Linked DNA regions of Mus musculus: region 2 is linked to region 1. The links are chromatin contacts, called in public Hi-C maps. All regions are on one chromosome and are shown on one strand. The core of a region is the stretch at or near the end of the contact, and the rest is flanking DNA. Distances in the headings are between cores, read along the strand shown.

Evidence for each region. A called contact is a pair of places that touch in the nucleus more often than the background predicts.
Region 2: a Hi-C map of the HPC-7 cell line shows a contact between it and region 1, with 1.8 times the contacts expected there. The contact joins the promoter of Mis18bp1 here to the enhancer-like site in region 1. A contact is called at or near these places in 1 of 39 promoter capture datasets (macrophages), 1 of 484 Hi-C or Micro-C datasets (the HPC-7 cell line), 3 of 115 datasets of contacts at active chromatin or transcription factors (the SCID.adh cell line and embryonic stem cells) and 4 of 9 other capture datasets (adipose tissue, embryonic stem cells, liver and 1 more).

The regions. Positions count from the first base shown.
Region 1 is chr12:65,134,977-65,139,215 of GRCm38.p6, reverse strand. Mis18bp1 (MIS18 binding protein 1) reads left to right here. Exons shown (of 14, transcript NM_172578.2): 11 at 420-571; 12 at 2,367-2,466. Among named protein-coding and RNA genes, the nearest start is that of Mis18bp1, 35 kb to the left of the region's middle. Within about 2 kb of position 2,160, at least 2 of the 459 cell types and tissues checked have an H3K27ac peak or open chromatin away from gene starts, as enhancers often do. A contact at or near this core is called in the HPC-7 cell line, where this site is marked.
Region 2 is chr12:65,170,264-65,174,596 of GRCm38.p6, reverse strand. Mis18bp1 (MIS18 binding protein 1) reads left to right here and starts at 2,017. Exons shown (of 14, transcript NM_172578.2): 1 at 2,017-2,148.

The DNA of each region.
Region 1 (4,239 bases), core at 911-3,410:
TTTAACCTTTACCTTTAAACACACAAGGATGTTTACTGGCTGTGCTGTCCTGGTGGCCCTTTCACCTGTTTTTATAAACAAAGTTTTAGTGGAACATAGTGGTTTGCTTTTGTATTGTATATTACAGCCTTCATACTGCAGTAACAGACTTGAATAATTGGGACTATATGGATCATAAAGACTAAAAGCTTTTAACATGCTTAGAAAACACTTGACTACCTCTGTTCTCCACAGCCTTTAGAAATAGGTATAATTGTGTTTATTTTGTACAAGAGAAAATGGTTTTTGTAGTGTCTGTTCTGTGTTCTATTAGTTTTAATTATAAAACTTGAAAAAATTATAGAGAAAACAACTTAGTCCACAAAATTATTTTGTGATGAGATAAATTTGAGAACTTAGTGAAAATATTTGTTTTCTAGTTGCCAAGTTTTCAATACAGTCAAGATGATGATTTTCTGCTAGATATGGACAGGGATCCAGCATCTCCATCATCAATTATTACTTCACCATTGAGAAGCACTACTCCACAATGTCAGCATTTCAGCCCCAGCATGCTAGCCGCTATAGAAAGGTAAGTGTGAATGTGAGGTTCATTTTATATTCAAGTTAATTTAATATTCAAGAACATTGAAACATTTTGTAAATTGATAAACTTAAAAACATCAAGGGGAAGTTATCATTTAAAAAACTGAAGCATAAATAGTTCCTAAAAATTAAGCATGTTTAGTTTCAGCAAGTTATGGGTTATCTCAATGTATAATATTGGAAGTAGAATAATTTTAATTGAAATATATAGTGATCCTTTGTGATATTATACTATGAATTAACAATCTTTCTAACTCAAATGCAAAACCCATAAATCACTAATGAAAAGATTTAATATTATGTTTTATCTGCCACCAATCGCTGTCTATAATATTAAGATGATCAGAGAAAAAACTGTTCTGCTGGGTCTGGGGAAATGGCTCAATGGGAAAAAGAGTACTTAGTGCTCTTACAGGGAACTTGAGTTAGGAGATCTGACTTCCTCTTCTGGCCTCCATGGGCAGTGCACTCATGTGTATAATCTCCACCCCAACTCCCACATGCACACATAATTAAAACTAATACTATCAATTAAAACCTTTGTAAAAGGAATATAACATAATACAAAAAACGTTCCCTGGAATATATTTAGCATTACTGCAAATTAACAGTGAAACAGTAACCCTTTTTTACAACATGATAGTGAAAAACTATTAATCAGTATTATCTGTGCAGCTGCAATTTGTTGGCATATATTACTATAACCATGTACATTGACGCAGGAATCCTACTTTTGTAGTGCAGTGTTCAAAACAACTAGAAGTTAATTTGCTAAGCATGCCTTTAATTCCAACACTTTGGAATCAAGACAGAGGGAGCATTGAGTTTGGGGACAGGCAGGACTACACAGTAAGAGACTACACTGTCTCTAAAAGTGAAAAGGGATGTGCGTGTGTACAGGGTTACTTTTTATGACAATTTGAGAACAATTGTAAAGTGAAAAACTTTAACTTCTGTTATACCAAACAATCGCTGGGAAAGTAGACCCATAGGGTGTTAATCTGGGTAGACCTATCATTCACTAAGCAAATATTAGCAGCTGTGGGTTTATTCATTTGTACAACAATGTTTGTGATTAAGTTATGTATGTTAATCAAACAAGAAACACAATTATATAGAAAGAAAAGACTTGCTAAGTTAGATTGAGACTTGATATAATTGGAAGATGTAAATGGATAGTTTTTATACCAGGCATGTCTAAAAGGTCAACTGTGACATTTGGTTTTGATTAATGGAAGTGAACAACAAAAGTAGTAAAAACAGGAAGTGAACAGTCTTAGGGATAAACCTAGATGGTACCCTAGCTCTTGGTCTTTTGCTGTGAAGAGACACTCTGACTACAACTCTTAGAAAAGAAAGCAGTTAATTGGGGCTTGCTTACCGACTCAGATGTTTATTAGTTAATTATTATGGCAGGAGCATGGTGGCTTGCTAGCAGACATGGTGCTGGAGAAGTAGCTAGAGTTCTACATCCAGATCAGCAGGAAATGGCAAAGACCCAGGGCTTGGTTTGGGCTTTTAAAACCTCAAAGCCCACCCCAGTCACATACTTCCTCCAACCCTTCTCATGTAATGCTACCACTGATGACTAAGCTTTCAAACCTTTAAGAATATGGGGGCCATTCTTCTTCAAATAGCCACAGTAGGATAGTGACCAATTAGCAAAACAAAGTTTTCTACTATAGTCTTTTGAATATAGTTAAGAAAATTTTAGACTTTTATTGATTGCTGTTTAACATGATGTTGATTTGACATCTTGGTATTATTTTATATTTATACAGGAATAATTGTGATAGATATGTTTACCAAATGCAAAAAAATGCTAAAAAATATGGCAAGAGTAATGGTGGCCTTGTCTGGGGCAACATTAGGAAAAAAACAGTAAGTGTGTTTTATTATTTATCCTACACTATATGTTATAATGCTTGATAAACTGTGGTAATTATAAGTTGTATAACTGTCTCTGCCCTCCAGGAACTTACAAACTAATCTAATCCTAATATGAAGCTAGTAGTGAAGAAAGTGTATATAGCACTGTAGGATTATAGACGACAGCTCCTAGACTGGAGGAACTGAACCAAGATATACATGGGTGAAAATTCTCCTTTGAAATCTGACTGGAAAATACCAGTCCAGAAGGGACATTTTAAGCAATATATGAAAACACTGTACCTACTCAACAACTGATTCCAGACTGATTTATGGCTTTTATAGCTTTGAATCAGTTTCAGACTCTTTATTTATCTATGTATATGAGAACACTGTAGCTGTACTCATGGTTGTGCGCCATCATGTGGTTGCTGGGAATGAAGGTTGCTCGCTCTGGTCAGCCCTGCTCACTCCAGTCTACAGATTTGCACTGTAGCTGACTTCAGATGCACCAGAAGAGGGAGTCAGATCTCATCACGGATGGTTGTGAGCCACCATGTGATTGCTGGGATTTGAACTCAGGACCTTCGAAAGAGCAGTCAGTGCTCTTAATCACTGAGCCATCTCTCCAGCCCTTCAGATTCTCTTAGATTTAGTGAGTATTTAAAATCCAAACATAGGGGCCGGGCGGTGGTGGCACACGCCTTTAATCCCAGCACTCAGGAGGCATGGCAGGCGGATTTCTGAGTTCTAGGCCAGCCTGGTCTACAAAGTGAGTTCCAGGACAACCAGGGTTACACAGAGAAACCCTGTCTCGAAAAACCAAAAAAAAATCCAAACATAGGAAAACTTTAATTGAAGGTTGTTTTAATAATGAATAGAGCCTGGACAAAAGACACATCTGTTTGGATTGGTGAGAACATGACTTAGTAGTAGAGCATTTCTCTGGTATGCACATAGACTCTGAGTCTAATCCCCAGTACTATCTCAAAAACAAATACTTTAGAGCTGGGACTCCACTGGAACAGACTAGTAATTCCAACACTTAGAGGGTCAGGAGATGAAGTCCAATTAGAGCTACAGGAGTCTGCAGTGTCAAAAGACAAGTTTTTATGAAAATTCTTTTATTTTCTGAGATTATAATTACATTATTCCCCCTTCTCGTTCTTCCCTCCAAACCTTCTCTACCCACTTGCCCCTTTTCAAATTCATGGTTTATTTATTTTCTTAGCTCTTAGTCCTTTGAATTATCTTTTAAATTTTTAGTTTTCTACTTTCAACTTTAGGTACTCTTAAAGAATAATTTATGTAGATGAATTGTGAGATGACTTATGGAAGTAATTCTTCAGACCAGATATGGCCATCTCCTCCTTTCTTTGAAATCTTTATACTACAAATTCACTTAAGTCAAATTCTTCTTAGATTGGAAGTATATAATCATTCGTTCTCATGAGCTTAGCCACAAGAAATAGTGAATACTTCATTGCAGACCTTGGTGTGAAACGAATCTAGTGGCTCTTAAGAGGGCATCAGATCTCATTACAGATGGTTGTAAGCCAACATGTCGTCGTTGCTGGGATTTGAACGCAAGACCTCAGGACCTTGCTCAGAAAGAGCAAGCAGCCAGAGTTCTTAACTGCTGAGCCATCTCTCCAGCCCCAGCTCATTTCTTAAGAAGAAACCTGTTTCAGAAGTGAAATAGCAGATTGCTTCTCAGTGATCTTCAGAGTTTTGGTGTTCTTTTTCAGTTTCATATGCCTTAAATGAGAATCAAACTTCTTGCAA
Region 2 (4,333 bases), core at 768-3,267, 36 kb before region 1:
TTATATGATGGTCAATGTCCTATTTAGGAAAACATTACCAGCACTGGTATTTGGGGGGGGGGGGGGCTTTGGACCTGACACCAAGTTGGTACATTTTATACTTATAGTACTTATGAGATTGTATTATTTAGCCTGGAATTTGACCACCTTTACTCCCAAATTTAATTCAGATCCACACTCAGTCATTTTCTCATGGCCCTGCAAGGGCATTTTCTCCCTCCCTGATGCTTTCCTCTCCTCTCACTTGCTTCTAACTTAGAATAGTTGGTTGACTTATGATTCAGAAATCTGAAAAAAGTCACTTAAATTTCTTTTCCCTAGGACAAGGACCTAGAGCCTTGTGCATAGTAAGTAATCTGCCATGAAACCACACCCTAGCACTCTTTAGGTTTTGAGACTGGATCTCGTTAGGTCATCCCTGCTGGCCTCAAACTCATTCTGTGACCCAAGATAGATTTAAAATTTTAATCTACTACCTAAGCCTTTGGACTAGCTGAGAGCAGAGCTACATTATCCACTTAGCCCACTTCCATTCTTAATGTTAAATTCATGATCCCCACCCCCACCCCCCACCGCATTCCCAGGCCCCCTGTTGGGATTGTGAGTCAATAGAGGTATGGTCAAAGGGCAAATGAAAAACACCATGCTCCTGACTTGACCCTAAGACCAGGGCTAAGAGAAAAACCACCTTGACCTTTACTTGATCGCAAGCCCAAGACTAAGGTTAAGAAACAGAGTCCCTCGGTCTCCACCCTCGGGGTCCCCCGCCAAGAATTCCAATATAATATCCCTGCCTCAATCAAGCTCAGGTCCCTGCTTCTTCTAAAGGCAACCACTCTCCTGTGTGAGGTGTGTTGTGTCTCAACCGCTGGAGCAGAACTGCTATGCCAGCTTTGTGGATACCTTCCCTGGCAGCTGAGGAAGAGATATAACACATCTGTAGGGGAAGCAGTTCCTTTCAGAGCCCCAACACATACTACAGGCTGCCCTCCGATTGATTCTCCATCCTCTTGCCTCAACCTCCCAGTCTTAGGATAACAGGCATGTACTATCAAGTGGCAAAACAGACTTCAGGAACCAGTGCCACAAAACGCACTGCAACCGACATTCACTGAGAAAAGAAATTCTACTATGGTCCTTAGATTTTTTTTTTAAAGATTAATTTATTTATTTTATGTATATTGAGTACACTATAGTTGTACAGATATGGTTGTGTACAAGGTTGAGCCTTCATGTGGTTGTTGGGAATTGAATTTTTTTGTTTGTTTTGTTTTGGAGACGGTTTCTCTGTATAGTCCTGGAGCTCACTTTGTAGACCAGGCTGGCCTCGAACTCAGAAATCCGCCTGCCTCTGCCTCTGTGCTGGGATTAAAGGCGTGCGCCACCCTCCGGCCCAAAGATTTATTATAAAGAACACTGTAGCTGTCTTCAGACACACCAGAAGGGGGCATCCGATCCCATTACAGATGGTTGTGAGCCACCATGTGGTTGCTGGGAATTTAACTCAGGACCTCTGGAAGAGCCAGTTCAGTCTACTACTTGGGAGCAACTTTTTTTTTTTTTTTTTCCTGGCCCGAAGAAAATCTAAACAGCAAACTGAAAGAAAAATTCTTTCAAACTCTCTAAAGCAGTTTTTCTCCTCAGAAACGGACTACACTGAGAAAGCGCAGCCTAGAACTAACAAGTGTGGCCCGCAAGGGTCAAATTTAGTAAATCGCGCCTCGGTAAGCGCCGCTGGGCGTCAACCGTCGTGGGGTTTTCTCCCCGCGGAGCATCACGGGAGGAGTGGCGAGGCGCTCCCGGGGGCCCGCCTTGTGGAGAGAAACAAACTCCACGAGCAACCGAGGGGCTTCGGTCGGACGCTTTCCGCTCTCACAGCCTCGGGCCGCTCTGGGCTGTGCTCCTGTTTCCTGGAGTTCCGGAAGACGCGCCGTGTCGCAACCTCTGCGCGGGCCAATCGCAGGCACCGGGGGGCGGGCTCTCGGGATTTGAAATCCAGCGCTATTTGTCCGTGCTGGGGAAGTGGACGAGGAAGGCGAGCGGAGTTTCAGTCTGCGGACACGCGTGGAGCCCTTGCCCGGGCCTCCGTGGGTCTGAGGCGCTGCGAGCCCTGGGTAACCACGGCCTCGAGCTGCTGTCCTCACCAAGGTAGGTCCTCTGCTCGCTCAGCCTCGCGGACCGATCGGCCGGGTCCCCGCCTGACTCTTCTCGGGCGTCTAACTTCTGCTCTGTTCGCTCGTTAACATTGCTGCCCTAGCGCCCGAGATTTGTTCTAAAATCCGAAGTCTCCGTGAGGAGTAGCGTGGGAATGCCCAACTCTTTGTCTCCGGACCCAGCATTCCTAGAGGCAGCCGCTTATGCGTTCTTAGGATTGAATACCATGCTTGTTGCAGGCATCTGTAGATGTTAGAGATTTTGTTTGGAAAACAGGAAGTTCCATGGAACACAGGGCCCCCAATGAAGGAGCTAGAGAAAGTACCCAAGGAGCTGAAGGGGTCTGCAACCCTATAGGTGGAACAATAATATGAACTAACCAGTACCCCAGAGCTCTTGACTCTAGCTGCATATGTAGCAGAAGATGGCCTTGTACAAGGCCACCAATGGGAGGAGAGGCCCTTGGTCTTGCGAAGATTATATGCCTCATTATGAGGGAATGCCAGGGCCAGGAAGCAGGAGTGGGTGGGTTTGGGGGGGGTATTGGGGATAGCATTTGAAATGTAAATGAAGAAAATATCTAATAATAAAAAAGAAAAACAGAAGGTTCCTTCATCCTATCCTTAAAGTATAACACTGTACAGTCAGGCGCATTTGTTGTTGTTTATTTTAGAGATTATAATTTACTTAGATTCTCCTCCCCCCTTCCTCCCTCCAAACCCTCCCTTACAAACCTCCCTACTCTCTTTCAAATTCAGTGGTTCATTTTCACCAATAACAGTTGCAAATATGTACACACACACATATATATTCCTAGCTATAACCTGCTGAATCCGTGTAATGTTGCCAGTATGTATGGTTTGTTGTTGTTGTTTTATGGGTTTCTTAACGTGCTTATGCTCATAAGCATGTGATGTGGGTTTTTTAAAATGTGGCTATCAAGTCTGTTTTGCCATTTAATCCTTCTGCAGTTTTTAATGTTCTTATTGTTTTTGTTGTTGAGTACATCGAATTGAGATTTATAAATGAATTGTCACTAGGAGAAGCAGGAGCTGGTAGGTGGTAAGGTGCTCTACTATTTAAATCTCCTGCAGGATTTGTCTTTTGAATATGCCTGGTTTATCCACACAAGCATTCCTCATGATATCATGCTAGTAGAAAATTTACACATACATTTCACCAAGCGTGTAACAGTGCTTGGGTAGAAGTGCTGCAGCAGGGTTCTACTGGGGAGTCTTCTGGCAATGATGCTTTGGAAGCTGAGGGCTGAACCCACATTTGCTGTGAAAATCCTTCAGCTGTGGCAGGCTGGGTGGAATATTGCATCGCTGGAGGTCCCAGGAGACACTTAAGAGCAGGACATTGACTTGGTCCTGTGTGGGCTTGGCAACAGTACCTGAAGTTCCTTAGTCACTGAGGCCAATGTCTCAAGTCTTCTTGTCACTGGCTAGAGACACCATTCTCAAAGTTTCAGAATTTATTAGGGGGGGGGGGGAGGTAGTGGTGTTAGCGTTGTACTCTTAGGGCCCACAGCTTGAGATTGGTTTACTTCCATATCAACACCATCTTGGGGTTAGTTCATTAGCACACTGGCCCTGTCTGGGCTAGGCTCCTATCTGAGCTTCTGGATGGCCTCTGGTGGCTTGCTTCTGAAACCTAGTTCTTTAACTATCATGATTTCAAGTTACACCAAATGACTATTAAGCTATGTGACTATTGACATATGGAGGTGAGGTGCGCTGCTGCTGCTGCTGCTGCTGCTGCTGCTGCTGCTGCTGCTGCTCCTCCTCCTCCTTCCCCCACCCCTCCTCCTTCTCATTATGCATGTTTGAACCTAGGGTCTTCCAGTCTAGGCAGGCAACAAGTATTGGCCACTGGCTGTAACCTCATGTTTACCTTTTCTTTTGAAGCAGGATCTGTAGTGACTTTGCTCTGTAGCCATCTTGGAGGCCTTGAACTTACGATTCTCTTGCTTTCCAAATAACTGGGTCTATGGGCCTTGTGCCTCAGTTCAGCTTTTATCTGTCCTTAACATTTCTGGTCTGTTGATACAGATTGGGCTTGTTTTCAGCTTATTTGCATTTTAAAAATATTTATTTATTGTATGTATGTGAGTACATTGTCGCTGTCTGCAGACAAACTAGAAGAAGGTATTGGATACCAGATGGTTGTGAGCCAC